Linked DNA regions of Macaca fascicularis: region 2 is linked to region 1. Evidence: chromatin contacts called from public Hi-C data. All regions are on one chromosome and are shown on one strand. Each heading gives the region's core, a stretch centred on a gene start, on an enhancer-like site or on the middle of the called end of the contact. The rest is flanking DNA. Distances are from core to core; before and after follow the strand shown.

The links. A called contact is a pair of places that touch in the nucleus more often than the background predicts.
Region 2: a contact with region 1 is called in a Hi-C map of liver, with 3 times the contacts expected there. The contact joins two enhancer-like sites. A contact is called at or near these places in 2 of 2 Hi-C or Micro-C datasets (liver and skeletal muscle).

Annotation. Positions count from the first base shown.
Region 1 is chr5:92,548,808-92,555,894 of T2T-MFA8v1.1, reverse strand. It overlaps AFF1 (ALF transcription elongation factor 1), which reads right to left. Exons shown (of 21, transcript XM_074040095.1): 3 at 4,885-5,363. The coding sequence starts at 4,901. Among named protein-coding and RNA genes, the nearest start is that of AFF1, 73 kb to the right of the region's middle. Within about 2 kb of position 5,409, at least 6 of the 6 cell types and tissues checked have an H3K27ac peak or open chromatin away from gene starts, as enhancers often do. A contact at or near this core is called in liver, where this site is marked.
Region 2 is chr5:92,660,381-92,667,963 of T2T-MFA8v1.1, reverse strand. AFF1 (ALF transcription elongation factor 1) reads right to left here. Exons shown (of 21, transcript XM_074040095.1): 12 at 7,110-7,583. Among named protein-coding and RNA genes, the nearest start is that of KLHL8, 120 kb to the left of the region's middle. Within about 2 kb of position 1,648, at least 3 of the 6 cell types and tissues checked have an H3K27ac peak or open chromatin away from gene starts, as enhancers often do. A contact at or near this core is called in liver, where this site is marked.

The DNA.
Region 1 (7,087 bases), core at 4,160-6,659:
CTCCCCCAATTTTCACATTCAAGTAAAAATGGTAATCATTTAACATGTAAAAGTTATGTACTCATCCGATATCAATAAAATGTACTGATTGGTAATCATTTACTGTAAAAGTTATGTACTCACCCTATATCAATAAAATGTAACTGAACCACAACAAAGAGATTATACTCAGCCTCACTATATGTTTCTATTTCTGAGCCAAGAAACGTGGCTCTAAGAAACTTTGTCCTAGAGGTGCATATTGTATTTCCACTGTATCTGACATACAGAATTAGAGTAAGTTTATTTGCCTATCTTGGAAAAGAAACCTGAGGTCAGGAGTTCGAGACCAGCCTGGCCAATATGGTGAAATCCCATCTCTACTAAAATAGGTATATTTATGCAAAAAAAATGAAATGGAGAAATTTGCTAACAGAAAACTAAGTTTATATATACCTCAAAGCAATAGTTAACAAATCAGCTTTATAACTCCTCTATCTTACAGCTATTATGTAAAAAATAGATTTGGAGGCTCACAGCAAATAAATGACAGAACCAAGATGAAAAAGTAGATTTCTCTCTTATCTATAATATTTTTATTCCTGAATATATTTGAAATTTAAAATTTTTAAATGCAGCACCCATAAAAACCCCATTTTCAAGAGTGTAAATCCAGCTATGGAATATCTTTTCATGGTATGATAGAGAATCCAGCAAAATCTCTTGAGAGATCACTTGCATTAATTTTGCCAAAACAACAACATCCCCATAAATCAGCTGACTTTAAAAAATGACTCACCGCTCCTTCAGTCTTTATCATGGAAGCAGCTCTAGACTATGAGTCAGGAAGCTCAACTGGGCTCTCAGGATGAACTAGAAAGAAATCACTTAAAAGACCTGTTTGTGTTTCTCTTCTGTCAAGGACACTGTTTACAACGGTGTCACAAGAAGGAAAAAATGAGAATATTCAATGGATCAAAATACTACATAAATTATTTCTGTCCCAAAATCTCTTCCCTGAACTGTACCTTTCCAAAACCACAGCATTCTCTTTGATATTGGCTCATTTTTAATCAAAGCTGTTTTGCATTCACGAATTTTCTTCCAAGGTAATCACTAGCTCAAAGAATCAGAGACATGGGCATAGGGCGGGGCAAAACTGGTTCTACACCAGTTTAAGAGCACTGCTTTTCGCAACGGAAAACTTTCCCTCCCCAGAGTAAAAGAGATCCACCAAAAACCAGCTTCATATTAATCTTGGGAACAATCTGACTTTGCTTCTTTATTGATTTTTCAAAGCTTCATTAACATTAATTTTAGTCAAATTCAAAAGTTAAAAACTGTGGGAGAGTTGACTGAACCTACTTTCCTTCTGCAGTTTGTCTATAAATCCTTTCTTTTGAGAAGCTCCATGCTCAGCCACCAGATTCAACTCTCCCAAAGAAGCAAGTTCAACTCCCCCACTCCCACGCATACACCCCTAGGGCCAGGGGTTCTCAGGTAGCATTAGGTGATTTTTTTTAACTGGCTAATCCCTGATGGTATTTGAAGGTATGTATATTTTCCTTTCTAGAATTCAGGGATTTGCTTCAATGAGAGGGTTAGCAGCAGAGGCGGGGAATCAGACAAAGCCCTCCTTTTTCCTGTATTCATCAACATCACTCCTCAGTATAAAGCACTGTTAATCCTTGCAGAAAAAAAAAAAAAGTCTATAAACTGTTACGTTAATCAGTTGCTAGTTTTTATACTTCTATAAAATAGTCTGGATGCACTTTCCATCAGAGTCCAGTAACTAAAGTCATGTTCTGTAACTATTTCACATTAAAGAAAGCAAGTTTGTTGCAATTTCCACAAGGAAGTATATTCAATGTGTCTGTTATGTTTATAGGTTCCAAAGAAAGCACACACTTATCTGAGAGCCCAGACACAGCATACTATCCGCTTTAACTGACATGACATTTCTCAGTGACCACCTTTCTCCACAACTCTGGGAACACAATAAACCAAATATTCATTGTTTTCAAAATATGGCCCCCAAAATTTAAATTTTAAAAGCATTTAATTCGCATTTTAGTCAAGAAATGTCTTCCAGCTTTAAGAGAAGAAATCAACCACAAAACAAATTTCCTACTCTTAGGTTTTAAAATGAGGTAGAGGAATATACAACCTTAATTTATAAAAGTCCACAAGCCAAGAAATACTTAGGTAATCTCTCAATTCAAAGTACTTCTAGCTTATGTAGGGGAGACTAAAATGTGGGAGACAATATCTTGCCTTAAGGAGTGAACTACAGGGACGGGAATACACTGCCTAATCAATTTGCATAAAAAAATAAGTCATATATCACCCATCAATATCAAATCAGGAATCAAACTAAACAATGCACAATGAAACTAGTGTGGTTAAACACCGAGCTATGAATCGTAAGTACAATGAGTCTGTCAGTCTAAATTAATTGTCTCAAGAGCAAACAAACACTAATGCATAGCACATGGTTCACTACCTGAGCTTTTACATCACAGGTGATGTTTCGGTTTCTCTTAGCACTACTCAGGGCAACGTGGCCCAGCTTTAGAGTTTCCCTGAAGTCCCAAAATATATTGAATCTTCTCCATATATTTTCTCTGGATCTCAAAGATTACCTTCTCTCCCACAGAGCACAATATCTGAACGAACGTGGGCCACATTCCAGGTGTAACCAAAGAAAACGGACATTTACAAAATGTGAGATATACTCCCAACACACAAAGAAAACAGCAGACGTAACAGTCTTGTGACTATTCCTAGTTCCAGGGAATGTCGGAAGGCCAGGTAGAGGATCAGAAATAACCACAATTCATCTATTTTAATTGCTGGCAAGCTGAACCACCACATTGATAACTCAGGATTATTACATATTACAAACAACCAATTTTAGCAGGAATCATTCTTTGTACTGTTATACTGAGGCTTGGCAGCTCCCTTTAACATCTCACCTCAGCATTAAAGAGGAAGCACGTAAGGGAGGAAGTGTGCAAAGCAGATCTGGAGTCAGGCGTTGCTCCACCTTTGTGACCTCAAGCAAGAAACAGCCAGGCAGGACCTCAGTTTCCTTAACTAACAAATGTGGATAATAAAAGTACTTACCTATTTAGGTGCCCAAGAAGAGTCAAAGAGCTAATCCAATTAAAGTTGCTTAACGCTGTGCCTGGCACACAGCAGTGTCCAATTTAGCTTGTGTCTCATTTTATTTTTATCATTAGTTTAAGAGCGCTGGCATTGAATCTCTCACACCTGGGTTCAAATCCCTGCGCTATATTACTGAGCTCTGTCACACAGCATTTACTAACTTCTTAGATCAAGGTATCTTAATGGAAGATTTTGTGCCATAGACCTCTATAGCAGTCTGATGAATAACACCAGTATCAAAATAATGTTTTTAAATACATTAAATAAAATACATAAGAATACAAAGGGGCCAGATTATATAGACAAGCTTACCTATTAAAACATTTAAAAGAAATTAATAGTACAGTACTGTTTTTCTTTACGACTGAATTAAGCAAGATAAAGCAGTTCCTTAATTTCCTGAGTGGAAAGCGCAAGTTATCTGAAGATATCTGCAACAATTGTAATAAGATTATGAAAAGACACATAGTTTCTATTTGTGATAACATCATCAGGACTGGTACTATAGTTTTATCTCTATTCCTACTTTAAAAAAAAAAATACTAAATTTCAGTTAGAGGTTAACAAAAATAGAGACGCAATTTCTGTTTCTCATCCAAGTTCTACTACTTGGCCCCAGATTAAGAACCACTTTCTTAAAACTATCAATAAAATGGAGGCAGAGGATAAACCACTGGGTTGAGAGGAAGAAATATAAAAAGCAGGCAGCACATAGGAGATACTCTACACAGAGAAGCTCTTTCCTTCCTAGAAAGTTCTACTTCGTAGGAAAAAAAATTCAGTCTCATCCAGCCCAAACATGAACATTTAACATTCATTTCTCTCCATGATCTGAGTCTTCAGACGTGAAATTTGTTAAGTCTTCTGAGACCTCCCAAAATCACTGTTCTACATCAAATATCAGCTTGAAGAGCCCTATTATTTTTAAATATGAGACCAAACTGCTTTCCAGCAAAACACAGTTGAAAGAGAATGCATATATAACTCCTAAGTCTCCCTTAGCACCAACTGCTGTCAAAACTAAAAATCGCACAGAACAGTTTGGATAATAATCACTAATGCCTTGTCATCAACTCTTCTTTAACGCTCATTACAAAACCAGTAACAAACCATGGAAAGACAGGCTTGAGGTTCTTACAATAGCGCTCCTCTGACAGCAACTGCAGTTCATTATCCTCTCTCCCCTTCACCACCCCAGCGCGTTCCCGGTCTTTGCCTACTCAGCAGATTCACGTAAGCGGGGCCGTTTTATGTGGAATCGTACATTCTAGCAGTAAAATTTTCACTCACCAGGCAAATTCTCACCCATCCTCTCCAAGGTGAACTATGTTTTACATTAATCGTATTTCTAAACTTCCCCTCGAGACAACAAGCAAGAAATCCAGAGAACCGAAGGGTAGGCGCACAAAGAACCGAAATGGAAATTTAGGCAAGGGCGGACAAGTGAAATGAACTTAATGTCCGGGAAAATAACAGTTCTGGGGGAAGAAGGGGGCTATCTAATTTTAATCTTCACATTAACTCCATCCTTCTCTCCGCTATGCAGAAATTGTTCAGCATGTTCTCCAAACTGTTTTTTATCTGACATTTAGTCAAGCCACAGCCTCGGGAATGATGAGAAGGCAATGACAAAGCTGCTTCCTGCCGGTCTCCTTCCCCGCACCCTGCCCGCCCCCGCAACCTTCAGCTCCCCTCGACACGAATGCGTTTAAAAAGTTTCTCTGGTACCCGGCTTACCTTGACTGGGCTGCCATAATTCAGCTTATAGAGCCAGGGGTCTTCCGTCCATGAGCGCCTTCACCCCGCGGGCCCTGCTGCCAGCGCCGCGCTCACCATTTGGCGGAGCCGGGCGAGTACGCGTACCGGCGCGGCGCCCCGATGTTACGGGACTACCTGCTCTCCAGCCCCGGGCGTCCTCGGCGCAGCCCCGGGCTCGCCCCGTATTGGCTCGCGCTAATCCTGATAGACATCCGGGCACTGGGGCCTCTGCGGCGATCTGCACTCCAGACGAGCCTGGGGAGCGCCGCGTCCGAATCCGGAGCGAGCGAGCGCCCCCGGCGCAGTTTCTGAGAAGGGAAAGCCAACGGGCCCCCACGCTCGAAGATCGCCGGCGCCCAGCGCCTGCCCAGCAGCAGCACAACGCGGGCCACAGTTAGAAAGGAAGAGAAATCGCCTCTCGGGTCCCTTGAAGTTGTCCGAGTCCGCCGGGATACCCCCTGTCAAGAAAGTTGCGGTGGTACGGCCCGCCTCCTTAAATGGGCAGGGCGCTCGGCGGCCCGAGCCGGAGGCAGGCAGCAGGCGGCAGGCAGGGTCGGGCAGGGGGCAGAACCCGGGCGCCGACCAGCCCCGCCTGCGGGCTCCTCGCGAGTGCTCTCTTGCCAGGTTCTAACTACGTACAGACACCCACCGCTGGAATACACAGTACCCGGCCGCTCAGAACTCCAGCTCCAATTTGAATATTTGTTGAATAATATGGGGCCCCAAGAGGCGGCAGTGAGCAGGAACAAGACCGCGGCAGTAAACCAAAAGTTCGCTACTTTTGATCCTTCCAGTGCTTGAGCTCAGGAAACGGGCACACTTGGTGTTACTTTGCTTTCAGTTTTGATTTCCTTACATAGAGACAAATATTTACAAAACACCTCGCCTTTTTTGGACTACACGTAGATTACAGGAAAAACAGTAACTCATTTTGGTCTTAAGCAATGAAGGGATTGACAAGAAGCAAACAAAAAACTTGAGCATGCAATATAGTAAGTCCTATACGAAGCACAAACGAAATCACTTCCTACTCAGAAGACCACGGAAAGCGTTTAAGCCGTCTCAAACGCAGGAAAATACTTGGATGAGCAGGGATGGAGGGAGGTTGTGCTTCAGCATCTCATAGGGACGAGTACACTGGAGGAGCTGAAGACTCTTAGATGAATAATGAATAACTGCCTGCACTGTGGACTCTCCATTTCTTCTACCTAAAATCATGACAACATTGCCTCGTCTCATAAAGAGGTAGTCCAGACTGTATTACTAAATCGTCGTGTAATACAAACATGTTAATGCCTGGCACTAAAACGACAATGCTGGCAGGGAGGCCCAAGGCATCTCTATCAAGGGTTCTCAAAGTGTGTTTACTAGATTCTTGGGAGTCCCCAAGACCGTCTCAGAGGTCAGAACTATTTTTAGAATAACACAAAGACATTGTCTTTTCAGTGTGCTGACATTTGCACTGATGGTGCAAAAGCAATTATGGGGAAACTGCTGGCGCCTTCGCACTAATCAAAGCAGTGGCAGCAAATGAAACTAGTAGTCACTGCATTCTTCACTACCACACGTTAGGTTTTTTTCTTTTTAAGCCAGTTTCCTTTATGATTGTCTTTAATGAAGCAAGCAGTCAGAATTATTACTTTCATTAAATCTTGACCCTTGAGCATGGGTCTTTTTGATGTTCTTTGTGACAAAATGGAAGTACCCATGAAGCAGTCCACTGCACACTGAAGTACAATGGCTGTCTAGAAGAAAAGCACTTGTGTAATTGAGTTGCAAGCTGAGCTAGCTGTTTTTTCATGGACTACCATTTTTACTTGAACAATTCACAAACCGTAGTTATTCTGACTTGGGTATTTGGCAGACATTTTATTAAAAATGAACAAAGTTGAGCCTGTTTCTTTGAGGAAAACAATTGACAGTACTTATTGCCAATGATGAAATTTGAGCTTTCAAGCACGTTGGAAGACTTTTTACATCTGCCACATAATCTTGCCAGCTTCATTCACCAATACTTAAAAGACTTTCCTGATGAGATCAGGGTGACAGTGATCAAAGTTATATGAGAAGATCTGCCTTAGTTTCCAAATGACCAATGGTATAACAAAATCATACATGGGTAGGCCGGGTGCAGTGGCTCACGCCTGTAATCCCAGCACTTTGGGAGGCTAAGGCAGGCAGA
Region 2 (7,583 bases), core at 399-2,898, 120 kb before region 1:
GAATCAATTGGAAATGATGGGGTTAAAATAGAACCTGACTTCTGGTACTGGTAACTCCTCTGTCAATCAAGCACTTAATTATGCCCAGGTTACCCTGTTACCAAACGGCCCAGTGAACTGTAGTGAGTTTTAGATGAAAGGAAGTATAGCCGGCCCAAGAAACACTACAAGACGGAAACTTTGTCTTTGAAAAGTCAAAATTTGCTAAAATATACAGATGGATACTAAATTGAACATGAGGTAGTAAAATATACTGTCTTCAATGAAAGGTATTTCCAGGCAGTTAATGACACATTAAGGCCCCCAAGGCAAAACTAAGCATTAACAAGGCTACTTCTTAAAGAAAACACCAAAGTCTAGCAGTGGAATGAGAGCTGATTTTTGTTCGTATAGTTTCATTTTGCTTAGGACATGCTGGTTGTAACTATAGGCCAATCTGGCAGACCTTATAAACCACATATGAAGATACAAGTCAGGGCAAATCAATCCTCACAGACTGGTTATAGCTCTGGCTGTGCCAATCGGTGACTCAAGTAGACAGCCAACAAGAGAGAAACCAGCGAGCACTAACTTCAGCGCCAGCATCTAACAACTGCATTGGCACTTACTGGAATAATATGCTTTATATTGATATTTAGCAACCTAGAAGCAGATACTATTCTATAAGCTGGTAGAAAGCAAGCCATCAAACTTTAAAGCAAAAATCCCCTTCTGTTGATTTTGCTTAACTGTTGAAATCAAGCCAGCGGGCATGAGGTTAGTATTTTTTTGTACACTATGCACTTGGAACTTTGTCATCTTCTCTCTGGAACAGTCACAGAGGCTTCCCCAGAGTAGGCACTCGGTATTTGTCAGTGGCACAGAAATTCAGCTTAATAGCTCAGGGACACAGCTGAGGTCACTGGATGCAGGACTGCACTACAACTTTAAGTGGATGGATGTAGGAAAGGGTCATTAACCTGGGAGCCATGCAATACTGGGTGAGCGGAAATGCAGACCAAAATTCCAAGAAAAGACCTGCCAAAAAACAGGAGGCACGGTGTTCTTTAGATTTTTCTGGGTCAAGAAGCCATTCAGATGAGAGTGATACTCTCTCTTCAGGAGGAAAAAGAAGTCCCTTTGCCCTGTGGTTTATCCCCCAGGTCACCCCCACTTCAGGGAATCTGGCTTAAGGTATGGGTTTCAGAAATTCTTTTTCTACTAGGTTAAGTGTCTCAAGGACGGTGCCTCACCTTCCACAAAGGGAGGCTGCCGGCTGACAAATTGGTCCTCACAGACTTGTTTGCTTTTCTTAACCTGTTGGGTCAGGCAGCCCTGATCGTCTGCCAGATGCTGCTCCACCCACAGTGGAGCACAGGGCAAGAGTGAAGGCCATAAAAGGAAGACATGGGCTTGCAAGGGGCCGAGTCAGTTTCCGTCAGGGAAAGCCTTTCGGCGGGCTGCGCTGCCCTGCAGCTGGCTCACCCAGCAGACACTTGGAGGAAGCAGGGAAAAGGTGGCTTCTTCCAGAACTGACACTTATTTGGGGCAACAGAGATTCCAGCAGATGGAAAGATGTAGTTAACCAGGAGCTTGGCTGTGGAGGAAGATGGGGGCATCTGCAGGAGGAGCTAAAGTGGAGTAGGAATGTGTGTGGTACTGAGTGGCAACGGTGGGGGCTGTGGAGGAACCAAGCCAGGGCTGACGTGGTAGCCGCCTTATTCACCGGCGTCAGAGCCAGTACGCCGACCTTGTGCGCCTCTTAAGAATCCTCCCGACAGACACTTGTACGCAGAAACACGTGTGAAAAAGAGGAAAGATCACCGCACTGGGAGGAGACAGCATGCCTGAGCTGCAGATCTATTTTTACTCAGCAGCCAAGCCATGTTAGTGCCTTTCTGGATCTCATCTATAAAAGGTGGCAGCTGATCAAGGGACCACTAAGGTTCTTTCCACACTTAAATTCTAAGGCTCTATTATCTTCTTCTAAAGGGAAGCAAATGAGCTTGGTAGCACATGGAACACAGAAAACTGGAGACGCAGTCTTTGGGGAAATTCAGGGACTTCCCTGTGATTCCCCTCGGAAGGAGATTCAATACAAAAAAGACACAAGGGACATCAATTTAAGTTTGCACCAAGATCAGGCCCAGGGACTTGCTGTGCAAACAGGTTGTGTTCACTGGGATGAGTGCTACAGAAAAGGGAAATTCATCCACTTTTCTCTTTGGTGAGGGAACGGTTGATTCAGAACAGCCTAAGCTATCACATGCATATGGCTGTGGTGCTCTCCTCAGGGTAACTAACAGGCATGGAGAAATTTAGATGTAAGTGGCCTTAGTCAAGCAGAAGGGATGAGCTTTCATTTTGAAAGATAACCAGGGGTGCTGATCTGGAGCAATAAACCAAGAAAAGACAGTCGGATCTTGGATGCAAGGGAAGGACTGAACCAATCATTCCCTGCAATAAAGCTGCATTTTCCTCTTACACATCATAACTTCCCTTCCTCACTCCTCAAAACACATACACGATAGCACTGGAATGTCTTTCCCAAAAAAGTTAAAGCGTCTTGGTTGGCAAAGCAATTATTTAGAAAAAGGAAAAGAAAGACTTGAATGAATGCACCTCCTTATTCAGTTATTCATCTAAATGATAATTAAGACAGACTATCCTTCATTTGAAAGGAATCTATAAGATGACTGAATGAAGTGAGGAATTATCTCCATGAGCTCCTAGAACAATGCAAGGCTCACACATGTAGCTCTATGCACGTTACGTGTTTATTTTACTTTTTTTAGAGACAGGGTCTTACTCTGTTGCCCATACTGGAGTGCAGTGACTCAATTACAGCTCACTGCAACCTTTAACTCCTGGACTCAAGTGATCCTCCCACCACAGCTTCCCGAGTAGCTGGGACCTCAGGCACGCACCATTGCGCCTGGCTAATTAAAAAAAAAAAAAAAAAATTTCCCCCAGAGACGGGGTCTCACAGAGTTGCCCAGGCTGGTCTTGAACTCCTGGGCTCAAGCAATCCACCCGCCTCAGCCTCTCAAAGGGCTGGGATTACAAATGTGAGCCACTGTGCCCAGCTAGGTACATTTTTAGAAGGCTCCCAATTGCACTGGCCTGGTTGCATATTACTGTATATATATATTGTAGTTCTTGAGTTCAACTTTTCTTCCAAATCTGGAAAAAACTAAGCTTGGTTTAAGAATTCTAAAGAAGAAAATATAGGCCAGGCATGGTGGCTCACGCCTGTAACCCCACTGAGGCAGGAGAACAGGGTCTGAAGGCAGGGAACCTTAGGCCCACCTACACTGACTGGATATCAGAGGCTACTCCCTTTTCAACCCCTCCTTTTTCTGTGTGGTAGCTGGAAAATGAAAGTAACTCTGATTGGTCCCCCCTACAATCAATCAGACCAGTCGTGGGCCACTACAGTGAACCAGTGGGAAACCTCTAGAGGGCATACAAACCCCAGAAGAACCAGTGTTCCCAAGCCTCTTGCTCCAGCCAGCTCCCACCCTGCGGAGCATACTTTCATTTAAAATAAATCTGTTTTCACTGCCTTGGTTTTGTGTGCATTTTGTCCAATTCTTTGTTCAAAACACCAATGAGCCAGACAACTGCCCTCAACCAGTACCTCCACTGCTTTGGGAGGCAGAGGTAGGGTTGCTGGAGGTCCCGAGTTCAAGACCAGCCTGGGCAACAAAGTGAAACCCCATCTCTACAAAAAATAAAAAGAAATTAGCTGGGTACAGTGGCATGTGCCTGTAGTCCACGCTACTAAGGAGGCTGAGGCAGGAGGGTCACCTGAGCCCAGGAGTTTGAGGTTGGTGAGCTATGCCACTGCATTCCATCCTGGGCAACAGAGCGAGACCCTGTCTCTAAAAAATAAGTAGATGAATTAACAGAATAGTCTCTAAGCTAAAAATAAAAATTTTTAAAAAGAAAACATAAGTTGGTATTAGAAAATCTAAACTGCAGTCAGACTGATGAAATTCAGTAGTTTATGTAAAGAACACAACATGAGGTCATGCATATTTACCCTCACAGTTTTCTCTACTTTTCCTCATGCATTGTTCCTTACCCACGGCTGTAGAGTAGTAAAAAAAAAAATGTGTGTGCATTTCTATAGGTGCCATGTCTAACGACTTCATCACAGATGTTAGCCACCATTAACTCTTTATGATTATCTTCATACACTTTTAAATCTGAAGTGGATTCAAGAATCTGTAAATATTCTGAAAGAAAATATTTGCTAAACTTTGTGCCAAGAGAGGGACAGACTCTAACAGGCCTTTAAATAAAAACACTAAATTCCACTAATGTGAGGGATCAAGCATGTTCTTCTATTGCTCTGACTATATGCTCACAGAGCTTTTCCTAATGTTCACATTTAAAATGAAGAAAATGAAAAATATCCTCATTATCCAAATGTTAGCAGTACCCAAACTTGACAGCCCTGTCTCTGCCATGGAGAGCAGGCCCACACACTGGTGCCTGCTGGAGCAACCGTGCCAGTCAGAGGGCCAGGGGCAGAGAACCCCGAACAAGCAGTCAGGGCACTAATGAGGAAGGGGGGACAACCTGTCCTCTACAATAAATAATGAGATTAATATGCTCATCTCCCACCTGGAATCCAGCAGGAAGTTAAACCAAACGACACACGATTCTCTGATGAAGAAGTAAGAATACAGTTGACTGTTTCTTTATATTTATTTACCTGAAAGCTTCTAATGTTTGTAACTAGTGACATATTTCAGGCCAGGAATTCTGTTTGCCTAGATCATGATGTCTAAATACTGCACACTTGACCAATTTTGGATCCAAATAACTAGCTTTGTATGCTCTTGGGCCCTGTAGTACGGCTCTGCTTCAGTGGTTCCCAGCCCTGATAGGCACTAGGATTACCAGAGGAATTTTTTAAAATACCAGTGGGGGTTGGGGATTCCCGTCATCAGTGCTAAAGGCTCCCAGGTGACTGTAATGTGTAGCCGGAGTTTGGAACCAGTGGGTCAGACATCAATCCTGACAGTACCAAAGAGGCCGACTGTTTCCCAGGTCAGATCTCTCAGCAGCTCGACAGCCTTTTGAAGAAATCATGCACTCGATTAAGATGAAGGGATCACTATTTCTTCATGCTCTAAACAGAAAGATAAATGAGCTGCCCAAGAGGTGCTCAGCCAAAACCTGGGAACGGCTTTTAGAGGGCACAGTTCCCACAGTCAACAGTGAGAGCTGGAAGCTTCCCTTTCTAGGGCCTCAAGCAACACTTCTAGATTTGCACTGGGGTATGAACTAGACTGAGCTCTCTGGGGGATCCTCCAGGTTCTAACATTTCCACCCGGTAAGTAATCCTTTCAGAAGTGAATACCTGTCCCCACCCCAGCTAATGCAGACGGCCAGCACTGGAGACCACACAAGACCACAGCAGCTGGGAGACAGGTGAGAGATTTACCAGGACAGGGAGCTACATGAGTGTGTTCCTGAAGTTTTCTCAGGTGTTATCAGATGCAGGTATCTTTTTCCTAACCAGGTCCATCACAATTTTCTCCATAAAGTTTTGTACCTTTCACTCACTCTCTCACACACACACACATACACACCCCAATCCATCCCATATAAAAAGTTTAAAGAAGTTTCTGGCATGAAAATATGCCCTCTTCTAGCTGAGACAGAGCACTCATTAGCACGGATACCATCCCACTCAACTTGCCTGCTGCAAACGTGGTGGCAATACACATCCTCTAGTCTGCTGCGAGGAGGTTCTGAAGAAAGCAGTCGCCCTTTACTATTTGGTAAAGTCGGGTTATATTTTTAACCCAGTGGATTAATCAGTCAAATCTCAGACATGACAGCAGGCTTCACAATCTTTTTTCCCTTTGTTATTCTTAGCTCAACTTCCACAGCTGAGTAAGAAGCTTTTCATGTACTTACAAGAGTGTTAAAAATTTTATTTCCTTCTCAGCAGGAGAGAGTTGGCCCTTCTTGTGTCTTTGTCTCTGATTCTTGGGCAAGTTGGCTTGGGAATGCTATTGGAGAAAAGCTCACTAATCTTTCATCATCATGAAAAAGCAACAAATAGAACAAGAGCTCAATGATTCAAAATAAAAGGAGACTGTCTAAAATAGCAGCATGTTCAAGTAACAGACAATCTTAAATAATGCAGCATTTTTTTTTTTACTCTGTCCATTCTGTATCCAAAAGAATCTTCCAAAATTATAATAAATAAAATGATGTGGTCAACACTTTGCAATGTGCCATTATCAGCCTATATTACTCAAGGAGACACTAACCATATGTTAGTAACTGTAATGAGGTGTTGTATGGTCATGTGTTAAAATATGGATGTGATATTGGTATAAAAGATCCTACTACGAGAGTAAAATTTGTACAGAGCAGTTCTTTTAATAATTCAGAATATGAATTAACATTTCAATTAATATAATATCTCAATTTCTAACCTAATGGGCAAAACCTAATGGGCCAGGTGGTAAATGCCAGTTATAACAATAAATGAAAATGAGGCTGGGCATCGTGTCTCACACCTGTAGTCCCATCACTTGGGCAGAGGCAGGTGGATAACTTGAGCTCAGGAGTTCAAGAGCAGCCTGGCCAACATGGTGAAACCCCACCTCTACAAAAAAATACAAAAATTAGCCGGGCGTGGTGGCACACACCTGTGGTCCCAGCTACTCAGGAGGCTTAGGTAGGAGGATCATTCCACCCCAGAGGTAGAGGCTGAAGTGAGCCAAGATCACACCACTCCAGCCTGGGCGACAGAGCAAGACCTTGCCTTAAAAAAAAAAAAAAAAAAAAAGAGGTGGGGTGGGGGCAGCCCTAGATGCTACATTATCCTAAAAGAAGCTATCGTTTTTAATGACTGCCTCACCTTTTTTAAACTAGCAAGACCGATGGAGGGACACAACACGTGTTAATGCCCATATGCAGAATGTGAAGCAAAGTCCAGACAGCTAACGCTAGTAGAAGGCGCAAAGGCTACAGCGAATCAAAGCAAAGACTTGTGAGACAACTCAACTGGGCCTAAATCAAAGGTCGATCAAAGATACCATCAGGCCAACAGCAAGGATGGTCCACACTGGAGTCAAGGCAGTCTCCCCAGAACTCACCTTTCTCTTTTTGGCCAACTTGCTTGAGCTGTCTGAGCTCCTCTTCTCAGAACTGTGCTTCTTCCCTGCAGGCGGCTGTTTATCTTCTGCTTTCCTCTGGCGGCTCCCCTTTCCGGGAGGCTGGGGTATCCGAGAGAGCAGGTCTAGGGTGATCTTCACCATCAAGCTTTGTGGGGGAGGAGTGTCCCTGAGCGGTGAGAGCAGCTTGGTGTCTCTCAAAGGCAATGGGAGTCTGTCTTTGCGGCTGTCCTCCTGGACCACCACGGCTTGGCGGCAGCCACTAGTCCTGCTGCCGCCGCCACTGTGGAGCGGGCCCTGGCTCTGAGTCAGGGGAACAAGAGCAAAGTGCTCAGGGCTCCTGTCCCCCACATTGTCCTTCGTGGGTTCCGGGCCTGAGGGAGCCTTAGAGGGGGCAGGGAGGGAGCTCTTGTGCTTCTTCTTCTCACTGGAGGGGGGCACTGCTGGCTTGGGCTC